Linked DNA regions of Zea mays: all the other regions are linked to region 3. A link is a contact called in public Hi-C data. All regions are on one chromosome and are shown on one strand. Each heading gives the region's core, a stretch centred on a gene start, on an enhancer-like site or on the middle of the called end of the contact. The rest is flanking DNA. Distances are from core to core; before and after follow the strand shown.

Region 1 (2,851 bases), core at 285-2,784, 220 kb after region 3:
CTTACTGCAATACCAGTTGGCACAGCGCAAGCCGACACGTCGCTGTTCCCAAAGATCTTTTTTTTTTGGTTCGTGATTGTCCTGCCCTCTCATCATCGCCCGCAAACTGTAGGCTGTACGACGCGCACTTCATCCTAACAATGGGGACGGAGGACACGGGCTACCGGCTACCTGTCCTTCCTCAAGTGAGTTTGTTGTGGCCGTCACGTTGCGAACCCGACGCCGTCCGCGCGCGCTCGGGAGGGGAGGGGGCGTGGGGCCTTGCTGGTTGGTACGTCGGTGTCGCCAGCCACTGCTGGCCGGAATCTTCCAACCTGGGCACAGCCCAGCCCAGTCTGATGCCCACGACGGCCACCGGAACCGCCGTGGACTGCATGATCGGCCGTTCCATGAACGCGGCACCAAGCAGTGAAACTCCAGACTCGGGGTTTTTGGAAGGGTTTGGTTAGGCGACAAGTCACTAGAGTTACCTCACGTCCGATCGAGTTGACTATTCTGCAGGTAGGATTGTACGTAGCTTTAGCTTTGGAAAGGATCTGGTTAGGCTGGAAACCACTGGATTTGTCTTATGGACCAAGTCACGAAAACACCCCAGCTGCTATGCTATATACTCAAGAAAACACGTTCTCGTAGCCATAAATATCAGTAAAGAACCGTGTGGCCACCAAATGTCCACTCAATCTGTAACAAAGACTTGACAGAGAGATAGAGATGTTTATTTTTTTTGGAACAATTGGATCTATACCATTAAAAGATCCAAACTTTAGATATTATACCATGGACCCCACATGTCATTGACTCATGTGGATCCACATGTAAGTGAGATAGTAATGGTATGGATCTAAAGTGGTGATCTTTTAATGGTATGGATCCAAATTTCCCTTATTTTTTTTATTAATACTATAATATAATTTGTACACAATATATATAGGGACATATCCTCAATGGCTGGCAATACTGTATCGAGAAGTTCCAATTAGCTCGCACTGAAATTGGAAAAGGAATTACGAAAAAAAAACGCTAAATGGGACTCTATTTGACGAGGCCTAAATTTGGGGAAAATTCACTATATGTGAGTAGTAGTTATCACGGATTCATAGGTCCGTTGCAGAGTTTAATATTACATCTATCCTAAGTTAAAATTTATTTTAAATAATTAATCGATTTATCACCATTCATTCAAATACAGATATAAAAACAAGAGCTAAATCGAATGTTAATTGGGACGGGCAGGTAGTACGTATTGCGTATGCGTATCAAAAGGAGGAATCTGTTCGCGTTGCCGAAAAACCCGACCACGTCGATTTGTCATTTAACGAAAAAGATGCGGATGTAGCCAAATCGGTTACAGATGTAGCCATACTCGCAACACGATTTTAGCCAGAATGTACTAGCATCGCCGTCACGTACCGATCCAACGGCTGGTCTTCAAGGAAACTAAACTAGCAACCAAACCCCTGGTAGGACTAGTAATTACGCACCGTCGCTTCGTCTTGTACCCCTTTATAAGATCCACGCCTCTACTGTCTCGGCACCATCACAGTACGCACGCACGCACCAGCCCAGCAGCAGAAGCGCCCCTCGGCCCTCGCTCCCACAACAAGCTCAAGCCAGCCTTCTCTCTCTCTCTGCTCCAATGGCGCGCTTCCAGCTCGCAGCCGTGGCCATGGCCATGCTCTTCGCCGCGGCGGCGGCGCAGGCCCCGACCGCCACCCCGACGCCGGCTCCCAAGGCGTCCCCCCCGCCGGCGACGCCGCCGCCGACCCCCGCGCCGGTGTCTCCGCCCGTGCCGCCCCCGACCATGCCTCCTCCGGCGCCCGCGCCCGCCCCCAAGGCCCCGGCCCCGGCGCCCGAGGCCCCCACCCCGGCGCCCACGGCCGAGGCTCCCACTCCCGACGTGAGCTCCCCGCCGATGCCCACGGAGGGCCCCGCTCCGACGCCCTCCGCGGAGGCTCCCCCAGCCCCCAGCGCCGCCGTCGCCGGCGCCTCCCCCTCCGCCAAGTGGTTCGCCGCCGCCGCAGCCGTGGCCGCCGCCGCCGCCGCCTTCTACTGAGAGAGCGGGAGATCTGCGCCGTCCCCTGCTGTAATTTATCGCTATCCGTGCTGAGCCGTTGATTCCTTTTTTTTTGTTGTTCTTCCCTTTCATCCATATTCCATTCGGCATTCGATTCAGTAGGACTGGCATATCTGTTCGTGTTACTACAGTGTAGGATCGTGGCTTGGACAGATTGGTTTGGCTGGCTGGCTGGTTGGGTGGGCCCGGTGGTGTTGTGGCTTCCGTTCCTCCATCTGTATAATACCCTGTTGATTTTCCTTCAGCGTCTTCTTCATCTTCCGCGGTTACTGCTGCATTTTATTTTGTTAGCTGGTTTGTTGGATCGGATCGGATCTGATCTTGAGGAGTGCTCGTACAGTAGAGTAGCCTGAGCAGGTTAGTGTTGAATACTGTTAGTGTAGCTTGCGGATGTAGTGCGATCTTGAGCTTGGAGCACACACTTGGGATGAGGACACTCACGATCCAGTGTCGATGCATAGGATTCACGAGCGCGTGCGTGTAGATCGAGCTAGGTTGTGGATCTGGGCCACAGCCGCAAGAGCTGTGCTCTGGATCTGGAGTCTGGAGGCAATTATTATACGCACCCTCCCTCGCTCCCTATATTCTTCGGCGCGGTAGAGTATAGTATAGGACTCGTTTGACGGAGGCCAGCTGGGAGTTTGCAGGCAGTGGCAGGCTGGCAGCAATCGCCACGGGGTGCGGGGAACGGTGGCCGCTGATGCCGATGGCGAGGTGTCGAGGGCGCAGTGGGCGGTGGGGGCTGGGAGCACGTGCCTGTCAGTCCGGGCCCCGCCC
Region 2 (3,294 bases), core at 318-2,817, 130 kb before region 3:
CACGGAGCACGAGCCAACCCGAAGCGGCAACGCCACAGGCAGGCACCACCCTAGTGCCCGGCCGGACGGACGGCCGGGTTCCCTTCCTTCCTTCCTGCGCAGGCGGTGGCGCGGACGTACGGCGGAGTAGCGACGTAGCGTCGCTACCCCTTTGGCCCTTTCGTTCCGGTCCGACCCGGCCGCGCCGCGCACGAGATCAGAGGTGAAAACGCGCGCGCGGCCGCGGCAAGCCCGCAAGGGTTTCGAGCTGTTGGCAAAGGCGCGGGCTAGTTGTGTGTGTGCTCCGTGCAGTGCGGTGGCCGGGGAGCTCGCGCGTTTTCACGGTCACGGTCACGGTCACGGTCACTGCTCGCGAATCGCAAATTGCAGCCTTGCAGGAGGGGGCACTAGAGCACTAAGAGCAGGGAGCCAAAAGCGCCTGGACTTTTTGTGGCGATCGGTGATGAGTTGCATTGCATTTGCACCGGCCATCCACGCTTTCACTGTTGCGAAACGAACAGGCCGGCACGAGTTGCTAGCAGCAGCAGGCAGCTGTTGTCAAACTGGGGCAAGGGGGGGCGCTCTGGTCGAGATCACGGCGTGTATCGCTGGAGCGGGAGCGAAAGCTCCTTTTTTTGTTGTAATTTCCTTCTGATGTTTTCGAGAGTGGTGTTAGGTTTCCCATTATCTGCCACCGCTAGTAGGCTTTTCGGCAAGCAGATTTCGTGTCTGCCTCTCCATCACTTGTCACGATCGTATGTGCCGTGCTTCTGAGTCTCGGGTGGCTGTCGTCGTCGGGCTCGGGCATGGGTTTGGAAGGAGGCTCTTTGATGCCCGCCGGGGGCGCACCGCAACCGCGCAGAGTTTTAGTTGGTTGGAAGTGGAAGGTCCGAGTCGAGTCGACTCGACGCGCGCGTCCGCGCCTACGCTTTTAGGCACCTACTAGGTGTTGCATCGCCCTAGGCGACGCTGGCTAGCTATTATGTATGTAGTAGGAATACGTACTAGCGAACAACGATAGCGTGCAACCAGCACGATGAAAGATCGAATCTTGCAGCGGCCTACTACTACTACGTGCGCTAGCTACGGGAGTATGTTCTGTTGTGTTGCCGTGTCGCGCGCGTCGTCTTTCCAACGGCGTCAACAGCATCGCGCTCCTGCTTGCAGAGACGTCGAAACAGTTTCTGTTTCTCCTACTGGTGCATGCATGGAACAGATTCCCCCCGTGGGCGGTCGTCTCGTGCCCTGCCGTGCGCCCCTCGCGTCCGGCCACCACAGCTGCAGTGCGCATGGGGCGCGGGATGGGGGGTGAGTTGTGCGCGAGCACGACGCACGCGATGCGTCGGGTCGGGGCCAGGCCAGGATATTTCGGCGTCGCGTCGCACCAGCCAGCAACAGACAGCGGGAGCTGGGTTCGGCGTGGACCGGACGTACGTGGCGTCGCGGCACGGCACGGCACCCGTCGCGTCCGTGGGAAAAAAAAAGGGTGGAGGGGGGAAAAACACGGGTGCGTAGGGACCATGCCTTTTGAGTTGGTTATGATCAGGTGGTCCACCGGCTGGACCAGGCCCATTCGTCCCCGTCTCGGACAGTGCAGACGCGCAGGCGCAGGCGCAGGTGTAGGCACCGACGTGGTGGTACGGGGCCGGGCCGGGCCGAGGTGGTCGCTCGCCGCCGTGTCAAGGGTTTGCTGCGAACGCAAGGAATCATCCATCGGTTCTTTCGGCCGGCGCAATGTGACGCGTTAATGCTGTTGCCGGGCCTGGGGTCATCCATGTTGATCGTCGCCGGGGTGCGTCACGTGTGCGTTTGTGTGTGACATTCCCATTCGGTGCTCTTGCTTTCTCTCATTGTTGTCCAGTGAAACCGTCTTCCCTCCTAAGTTGCAAGCTGTAAGTTGGGAATTGTAGTTTGTTAGAAGCTGTAAAATGGAGCAAACATGTTTTGAGAGCCGCAAGGTTGTATGCTGCTTCAGACCTTCAGTGCAGCTGCCCAGCTTTTACAGAGCGGACCGTATAAGCGTCGAAGAGAAACATACTGCAGAAAATTTGCTAACAACTTCCACGGAACCGAAGAGAGAAAAAAAGGAACTGTACAACAGGGGCGTAATTGCCTGAGAGAACTCCACTGTGCTGACTGCTGACCACCTCAGCGAAAGCTAACCAGAGCGAGCAACGGTAGCTACTCTGCCCCCTCCTAACCATGAGCAGGAGCAATTCGACGAGTGCCAAACGATTTTTTGGTGATTTAGTCAGACACCGTCAGTACAGCCCCAAAATTTTGGGCCAATTCCCTGTATGCCACTGGAAAATATACTCATTCCTTGTATGCCACTGGCCCCACATGTCATAGACACCAAAAAATATACCTATATGCCACTCAGTGGCACACAAGGGATGAGTATAAAATCTGATGGCATACCAGGAATTTTCTCCAAAATTTTCCACCGAATGGTTCCAACAACTCCCCAGATTAACGTGTTGATCAGGGCTGTTATAAAACCCAGCCTGAAACACATCTGGAAGCCCGCTTGCCCAACAACTATACCCGGCTGCAGAACAAAAGTAACAGGTTAAAAAGCATACCAATCTCGAAGGGCTATCTATATATTCAAAAGAAGGCCCGCTTGCCCACTTAGAATAATAGATCTTATCCGTGGTAAGTGCTTTTTTTTCCCTTTCATTATTTTTAGTACTACCAGATCCCATGTGTGATTGCAGAGGGAGACCAAAAATTTTAATCGGCAGGGTTAGTAATTTGAGCTGAAGAAGAGCCAGCATTTTCAGGGAGAGGGAAAAAAAAGAAATTACCTCCAAAGTATACTGCAGCCTGCCCACTACTATAATGAGTGATTGCACCGAACAGATTTGTGTTAAATGCCAAAGCAAGTGCTGACAGCGCACGAGGAACACCGGCGGTTATATGCATAGCCAGAAATGCAGAGTATAAGGCTCCAACATGTCGAGTTTGGCTTGCAATTAGGTAGTGGATCAGAAAGTCGGAGTCCTCAAGAACACAAAATGCCACTGGCTAACTCTACGAGAACGATTCAAGCAGCTTGGCAACACAGCTTGACATCTAAGAATTGAGTTGTGCTGCCATTCCAACCAGAAGTCCAGAACCGCAAACCAAGCCAATGTATCCCATGCTGATTTCTCATTCAAGCAATCATCCTAATACAGCACACCGACTCACCGAGAATGAGAAGAACGGAGCGAGAGACCAAGCATTGCAGCCACAACACTAGACACACCAATAGCATCCCTAGACGGAAATCGTGCAACAAGGTATTACCAGAGGTACAAAACCAGCCCC
Region 3 (2,868 bases), core at 123-2,622:
CATGGATAGTGTCTCTGGACATCCATATCTGTGACTTATATCCGATATCCGAACCCGTACCCGTTACCCGCTATAGATAATAAACAGTATCCACATCCGTTACCCGCGGGTAACGGATATCCGCGGATATATCCGTTTGCCCACTACACATACAACATATTTAAATCCAGCAAATTCAAATATGATATCATATTTGTCCAGCAAATTTAAATATGATATCATATCCGTTTGCCCACTATTGAATCTTCCATCACGAGCATCTAAAATAAAGTTGCATGCACATTAGTATCTATATACTTTAAATATAATATATTGGAAAAATGAAGAAAAGTGCTGGATTTAAATATCAAATATAGCAGGGACTGTGGTGGCGGACTGGCGGGCGCGGTGGCAGCACCCGATAGCGGATGCGGTAGGAGTCGGAGTCTGGGAGAGGAGAGATGGAGTGGGCGGCGGCGGTAGGAGTGAGAGAGGATCAGAGGAGAGATGGAGTGGGTCCGGAGCGAGAGCGACCGAGTGAGGGCTTCGCTGCCTGGAACGGTGGAATCTAGGCTTGTGGCCTTGTGGGACGGGAGTACGGGATATTTTAACGGATATTCGGGTATTTGGGTATGGATACTGATTTTTCGTATCCATTTTAAAAATATCCACGGATATCAAATGCTATCCGTATCCGTATCCATGGATACAGACTCGTACCCAAAACCGTGTTCAACGGGTTTTTTTATCCGCGGGTACGCGGATAAATCACATCCATTGTCATCCCTACTTACAAGAGACATATCCTTGTTGGTATGACATATCATAGAAATTGGTATTAAACGCCAATTGAATTTTTATATGTGGTATTTATCATTACGTTATCTTTTAGTTGATATCTTTTATCAGTTTTACGTACTTTTTTTGTGCATTATATTGCTTAAACATTCTTGTGCATCATATTCGTACATTTAGGAAACAAACGGTCTATGTAACATTAGAGTCAGTTAATTTTTATGATATTCTGTTGCACGCAGGAAACATCACAAAATTTAACTATCTTCTACGCTACTACTGTCATTTTTATTTTTATTTTAAATGGAGACAATCAAAAGGACTCATATCAAATCTAACCCATAATAACTATAACAAATAAGAAAAAAATCCTGCGTACATTGGGGGCTCGAGTTGGGATTGGGATTGGGAACAAGAAAAATCTAAGCGAGGAAGACAGAAAGTATAAAGGAGATGAGAAAGAGGCGACGGCCCCGATCGAGCCACAAGAGAAAGGCCGTCCGCCCATCTTGCTATCCTCCCGAGCGGCCGAGTCTGCTCCAACTCCAACTCCGCGCATGGACAACCACGTGTCCCGGAGGCCTGGAGTCCCCGTCCGTCCCTTCCGCGCGCGCTCCCCAAGGTGAGATCAGCATCTCCGTCTCTTCCCCGCCGCTCCTCACTCCCCTACCGCCACCCCTAAAACTAGCCCCATTCCCTTACCAGCGTCCGATCACACTCCTCGGTCCCACGCTTGGATGGATTCCGTCGGTACAAATCGGCCCCCGCTGCGCCCCGTTGCCGCCGCAGCTACTCGACGCAGCGCGCTCCTGCGCCCCCCTAGCCACCTCGGGCTCGGCAATCGGTGAGTGGTTCTGTCGTGGGTCTCGATCAGATCAGATGGTTGATTTCGACGTGCTACTGCTACATTCCTTCGATTCGTGGCGCGGCTTGGCTCGACACTGAATGCTGTGCTCGCTGTGAGTCTGTGCAGTTTTGCGGAGACTAAGCTTGGGATCGCGTCAGGGTGTGGAGGAGGAGGAGGGTATTTTGGAAAGGCAGGTGTCTCGATTTTTGGTAGGTTTGTGCCTCAGTGGCATGCTGATCTGTGGATTATCTGATATAAGCAAATTTCGTGGTGGCGCAGGTACAGGGATTTGATGCCTTGCGGAGTACCACGACGAAAGTTCAGAGCGGGAAGGCGGGGAGGAGTGTGACCAAGGTATCTAATCACACCATGCTCCAGGGCCTGTAGCGCACTACTATTTCATTGAACCACTGGTTCATTATATTATGTTGCTTGATATCATTGGCCAGTTTCAAGTGATGGGTTGGTACCGTGCAAGTAAATTTTTGTTGTATGCAAATGTGTTCTGTATTTATACGCTGTAGTGTATCCTGACACATTTTGCTATTCCAAAATTGAATTTTGCATCTGAACTTACTGTGCATTGTTTGTCATGTGTTCTTTTGGGGATGATGTTTATCCATTTCGTATTTACAGGAAATGGGACACACTTCATCTGGCAATGAAGTGCCCTTGAAATATTCTTCAGGCAAAGCCTTCCCCCTAGGAGTGTCACAAGTTGACGATGGGTTAAATTTTGCAATATTCTCACAACATGCTTCTTCTGTCACCCTTTGCTTGAATTTTCCTGAGAGGTAATATTTTCCCTCAAACTGTGTTGTGATGTTACTTTCCATGTCATTCGACCTAACTGCTGGCTAGTTAACTGAACTTCTTTTGTTTCCCTTCAGATATGAGCTTGTAGTTTTTTTGCCACCTTAGAATTCTAATCTTCTCCATACAATTTTAGTTACCACTGTTACTGTATGTGTTCATACTTCATGGTTGCTTTCTTTGCATATTAAACCTTGGTTAGTCAGTCCATGGCTACTCTTGTTTCAGGGTTTCAAAGAGATGTCAATACTGTTTGCACAACCCGCCACACATCATTTGGTGTTTTGGGATGCGCTTGGCACACTGAAATCTGAAGTGCTTCAATGAACACCCTGTCACCCTCACCCCTGATCATCCACCAACTGAAAAGAATCATATAGGGATGAAACTGGTCGATAGTAATATTTCCTATATGGAAAACAATTCCCACTCAG
Region 4 (2,887 bases), core at 360-2,859, 170 kb before region 3:
TTACTCCCTACCTCGCTCAGCTCTTCCTCTACACTCCTCTTCCCACTGTCCCTCTCTCCCCTTTCTGCATCAGTGTTTGGTCTCATCTCTTTTTCTTGCATTTTTTTTTGCATTCGAGTCCAAACGCAACCAGGTACTGATCTCGACTGGGTTCCTAAAGACTACTGCTACTGCTAAAATATTCGCGCGAGAATTGACGAAAGAGGGCTACGTAAAACTCCATTTTACAAAATTTGCAGAAAAGCCCCCGCCTCTCGCTCCGAATTCTTTATTCCTCCACCGCTCGGCCCAGATCCCGAGTCTACGCTGCGCTGCATCTACCTCCGCCTCGGTTCAGTTCCAGTGTTCCGTGGGCTCGGTCCACCACGCCATCGGCGGCGGCTGCTCCACGGAGAAGAACCCGCCGCAGGGCTCATCGTCGTCCAGGAGCCCCGTCTCGTCCTCCTCCACCTTCAGGAAACTCCCGTGGAAGAACACGCCGCCATGGTTCGCCGCCACGGCGCCGGGCGCGTCAAGAAGAGTACCCCGTACCTCCGGCACCGGCGCCTCCGCCACGGGCGGGTCCGCGTCGTTCAGCACCGCGCTGGAGTCACTCTCGGACGACCCCACCCCTACGGGGGGAGGCCCGTCCGAGGCCGCCGGCTCCGCCTTGACCGACGTGAAGCTCGCCGCTGCCTCCTCGTCCCCGAGCTTCGCCTTGAGCTCCTTGATCTAGGAGAAATTCAGGCAGCCAACCGAGTTAGGGTCAGGCCGGCGGTCAGCCATTGCGCGCGTCATCGTGCTCGTCCAGCAGCTTGTATAACGGCATAACGTCGACAACTACCTCGGCGAGGAGGGCGTCCTTGTCGCGGCGCAGCGCGTCGTGGTCGTGCCGCAGCGCGTCGTAGGACTGGCGGAGCGCGGAGTAGTCGCGCTCCAGCTGCTTGGTCTTCCAGCGGGCGCGGCGGTTCTGGAACCAGACGGCGACCTGGCGCGGCTGCAGGCCGAGGTCGCGCGCCAGCCGCGCCTTGCGCTCCGGCTCCAGCTTGTTCTCCACCTCGAAGCTCCGCTCCAGCGCGCGCACCTGCTCGGAGCTCAGGCGCCGCTTCTTCTCCCCGCCGCCGCCGCACGCCATCATCTCCTCGTCCGCGTCCGCGTCTGCGTCCGCCTCCATCCCGACCACGCCGTAACCATCATCTGGGAACACGCAAGAGGACTCAATCTTCCGCACGCGTTCCGCCACGACATCACCCCCCCAAAAACAATGGATTCCCGCAGGAAAAACAAAACAGGAGAAGCTGGAAGTTACCGTTCGGATTGGTCATCGCAGCCAGAGGGGGACTGGCGCCGCGTGGCCGCTTCATGTCGTGTTCGATCGAGTGAAATTCGGAGGCCACCGCAGGACTACCTTATAGCGAGGACAGGATCAATGAGCTGGGGGGAGAGCGCCGACCTGCTCGTCTCTGTTCCCTGCCGTGACCCATGGCCAACACCATGCACCTTCGTCGGACGATACAGTTCTCTACTACAATTGCAAAATTTCCAGTGGATTCCTCGCGATCCAAGAAAGCTCTGGGACTGAGAGACAAGACAGTGTGTGGAGTGAGGCCTCTGTGTCTCTCCCCCTCTCTTTCTTTTTTGGTTTGCTTTCAGTTCCCGCAATACAGTGTGCTGTCCTCTGTGCGTTAATAAAGGGCGTGAGCGAGAGAGAGGGGGGCGACGGGGAGCTCGGGTCCGGGAACTCGGTTAGGTTAGGTCACGCCGGCAGTGCGGTCAAGCCGCAACCATGGTTAACCTTGCAAGCATCCCTCGCGGCTCAGTTCAGAAGGAAGCAAATCATACACGAGAGAGTAAGTTGTGCCTGGATTCGATCAGGGGGACGACACTTGAATTGAATCTTGCTAGGATTAAGAACTTTCAAGTTATGGAAGTATATTTTCTAAAATTAATTTCATGTTTACGCTGAAGATGTAGTTTCTACTATACTTTTTTCCCGGGAAACAAGCCCACTGCATTGCCTGACAACGTGGTTCCACTCTGAAAATACGGAAAACTTTGGCTCTTTAATACTAACTCCGTTCTCAAATATTTATCGTCCGCTAATTTATTTTAAACTTTGGCTCTTCTTTCACGTTCGAACCAAGTTGCCAACATCACCGTCACCCCTGTTTTTCTTTTATTGCTAGCGCTAGGTGCTAGCCGAGTAACGGACACCATTCCTAACGCTACAACGGAAACGAGACGGTGGTCAAGCTCAGGTCACGCCCATGAAGCCAAGTTGAACAGATCGACGAACCAAAGCCGGAGGAAGCAGGTAGGCTGCGTAGGTAGCAGGCAGGCAGGCACGGCAGCTGGCGGCCGGGGCCGGCGTCAGCGAACCGCGCCCCACCCAGCCACAGGTGCGGGCGCGGGACAGCGTGAGCGCGAGGCGATCAGCGCCTGTACTGGCCTGCTGGGTTGGCGGGGCCTGTTTTTTAATATTATTTTAGTTTTTTTAAGAATTCATATTTATAATATTTCTGAACCAGATAAACTAGTTTGTTTTTTAATTCTGAGCTCAGCGTTGTAGCTTATAGCGTCTAGCCCAACGATAAAGATAAAAATTGGTGTAACTAGCGACATGGGCTAGAGCTCGACGTGCGACACCGTAATTATGGCGCCAAGCTTTTGATTTAGTTAGCTCTGGATACTTATTGTGTCTTACCCACTGAAATTTTATCATAAAAATTATAAATGTTTACATGACTTAGATATAATAAAAATTCTAGTGTCTAAGTGGGTGTTTGTTTGGGATTATAATCTACCCAGATTATATAATCCAATAATTTTTGAACTAACTCTTAGTTCAAAAGTTGTTGGATTATATAATCTGGGTAGATTATAATCCCAAACAAACACCCCCTAAGTC

What was found. Hi-C and Micro-C count contacts between places; a contact is called where the count stands out from the background.
Region 1: a Hi-C map of endosperm shows a contact between it and region 3, with 4 times the contacts expected there. The contact joins the promoter of LOC100286288 here to the promoter of LOC542095 in region 3. A contact is called at or near these places in 3 of 25 Hi-C or Micro-C datasets (ear, endosperm and tassel).
Region 2: a Hi-C map of ear shows a contact between it and region 3, with 5 times the contacts expected there. The contact joins the enhancer-like site here to the promoter of LOC542095 in region 3. A contact is called at or near these places in 7 of 25 Hi-C or Micro-C datasets (bundle sheath, ear, endosperm and 2 more).
Region 4: a contact with region 3 is called in a Hi-C map of leaf, with 5 times the contacts expected there. The contact joins the promoter of LOC100272620 here to the promoter of LOC542095 in region 3. A contact is called at or near these places in 3 of 25 Hi-C or Micro-C datasets (ear and leaf).

What each region holds. Positions count from the first base shown.
Region 1 is chr7:134,336,774-134,339,624 of Zm-B73-REFERENCE-NAM-5.0, reverse strand. LOC100286288 (transcriptional regulatory protein algP) reads left to right here and starts at 1,534. Exons shown (of 1, transcript NM_001367231.1): 1 at 1,534-2,314. The coding sequence starts at 1,637. The coding sequence ends at 2,053.
Region 2 is chr7:134,687,309-134,690,602 of Zm-B73-REFERENCE-NAM-5.0, reverse strand. It overlaps the pseudogene LOC103634181. Among protein-coding and RNA genes, the nearest start is that of LOC100272620, 33 kb to the left of the region's middle. Within about 2 kb of position 1,567, at least 19 of the 20 cell types and tissues checked have an H3K27ac peak or open chromatin away from gene starts, as enhancers often do. A contact at or near this core is called in bundle sheath, ear, endosperm and 2 more, where this site is marked.
Region 3 is chr7:134,552,740-134,555,607 of Zm-B73-REFERENCE-NAM-5.0, reverse strand. It overlaps LOC542095 (isoamylase-type starch debranching enzyme ISO3), which reads left to right and starts at 1,372. Exons shown (of 24, transcript NM_001111728.2): 1 at 1,372-1,618; 2 at 1,748-1,811; 3 at 1,901-1,975; 4 at 2,258-2,415. The coding sequence starts at 1,512.
Region 4 is chr7:134,720,288-134,723,174 of Zm-B73-REFERENCE-NAM-5.0, reverse strand. It overlaps LOC100272620, which reads right to left and starts at 1,609. Exons shown (of 3, transcript NM_001147083.1): 1 at 1,289-1,609; 2 at 824-1,176; 3 at 1-711. The coding sequence starts at 1,343. The coding sequence ends at 334. It also overlaps the pseudogene LOC103634181.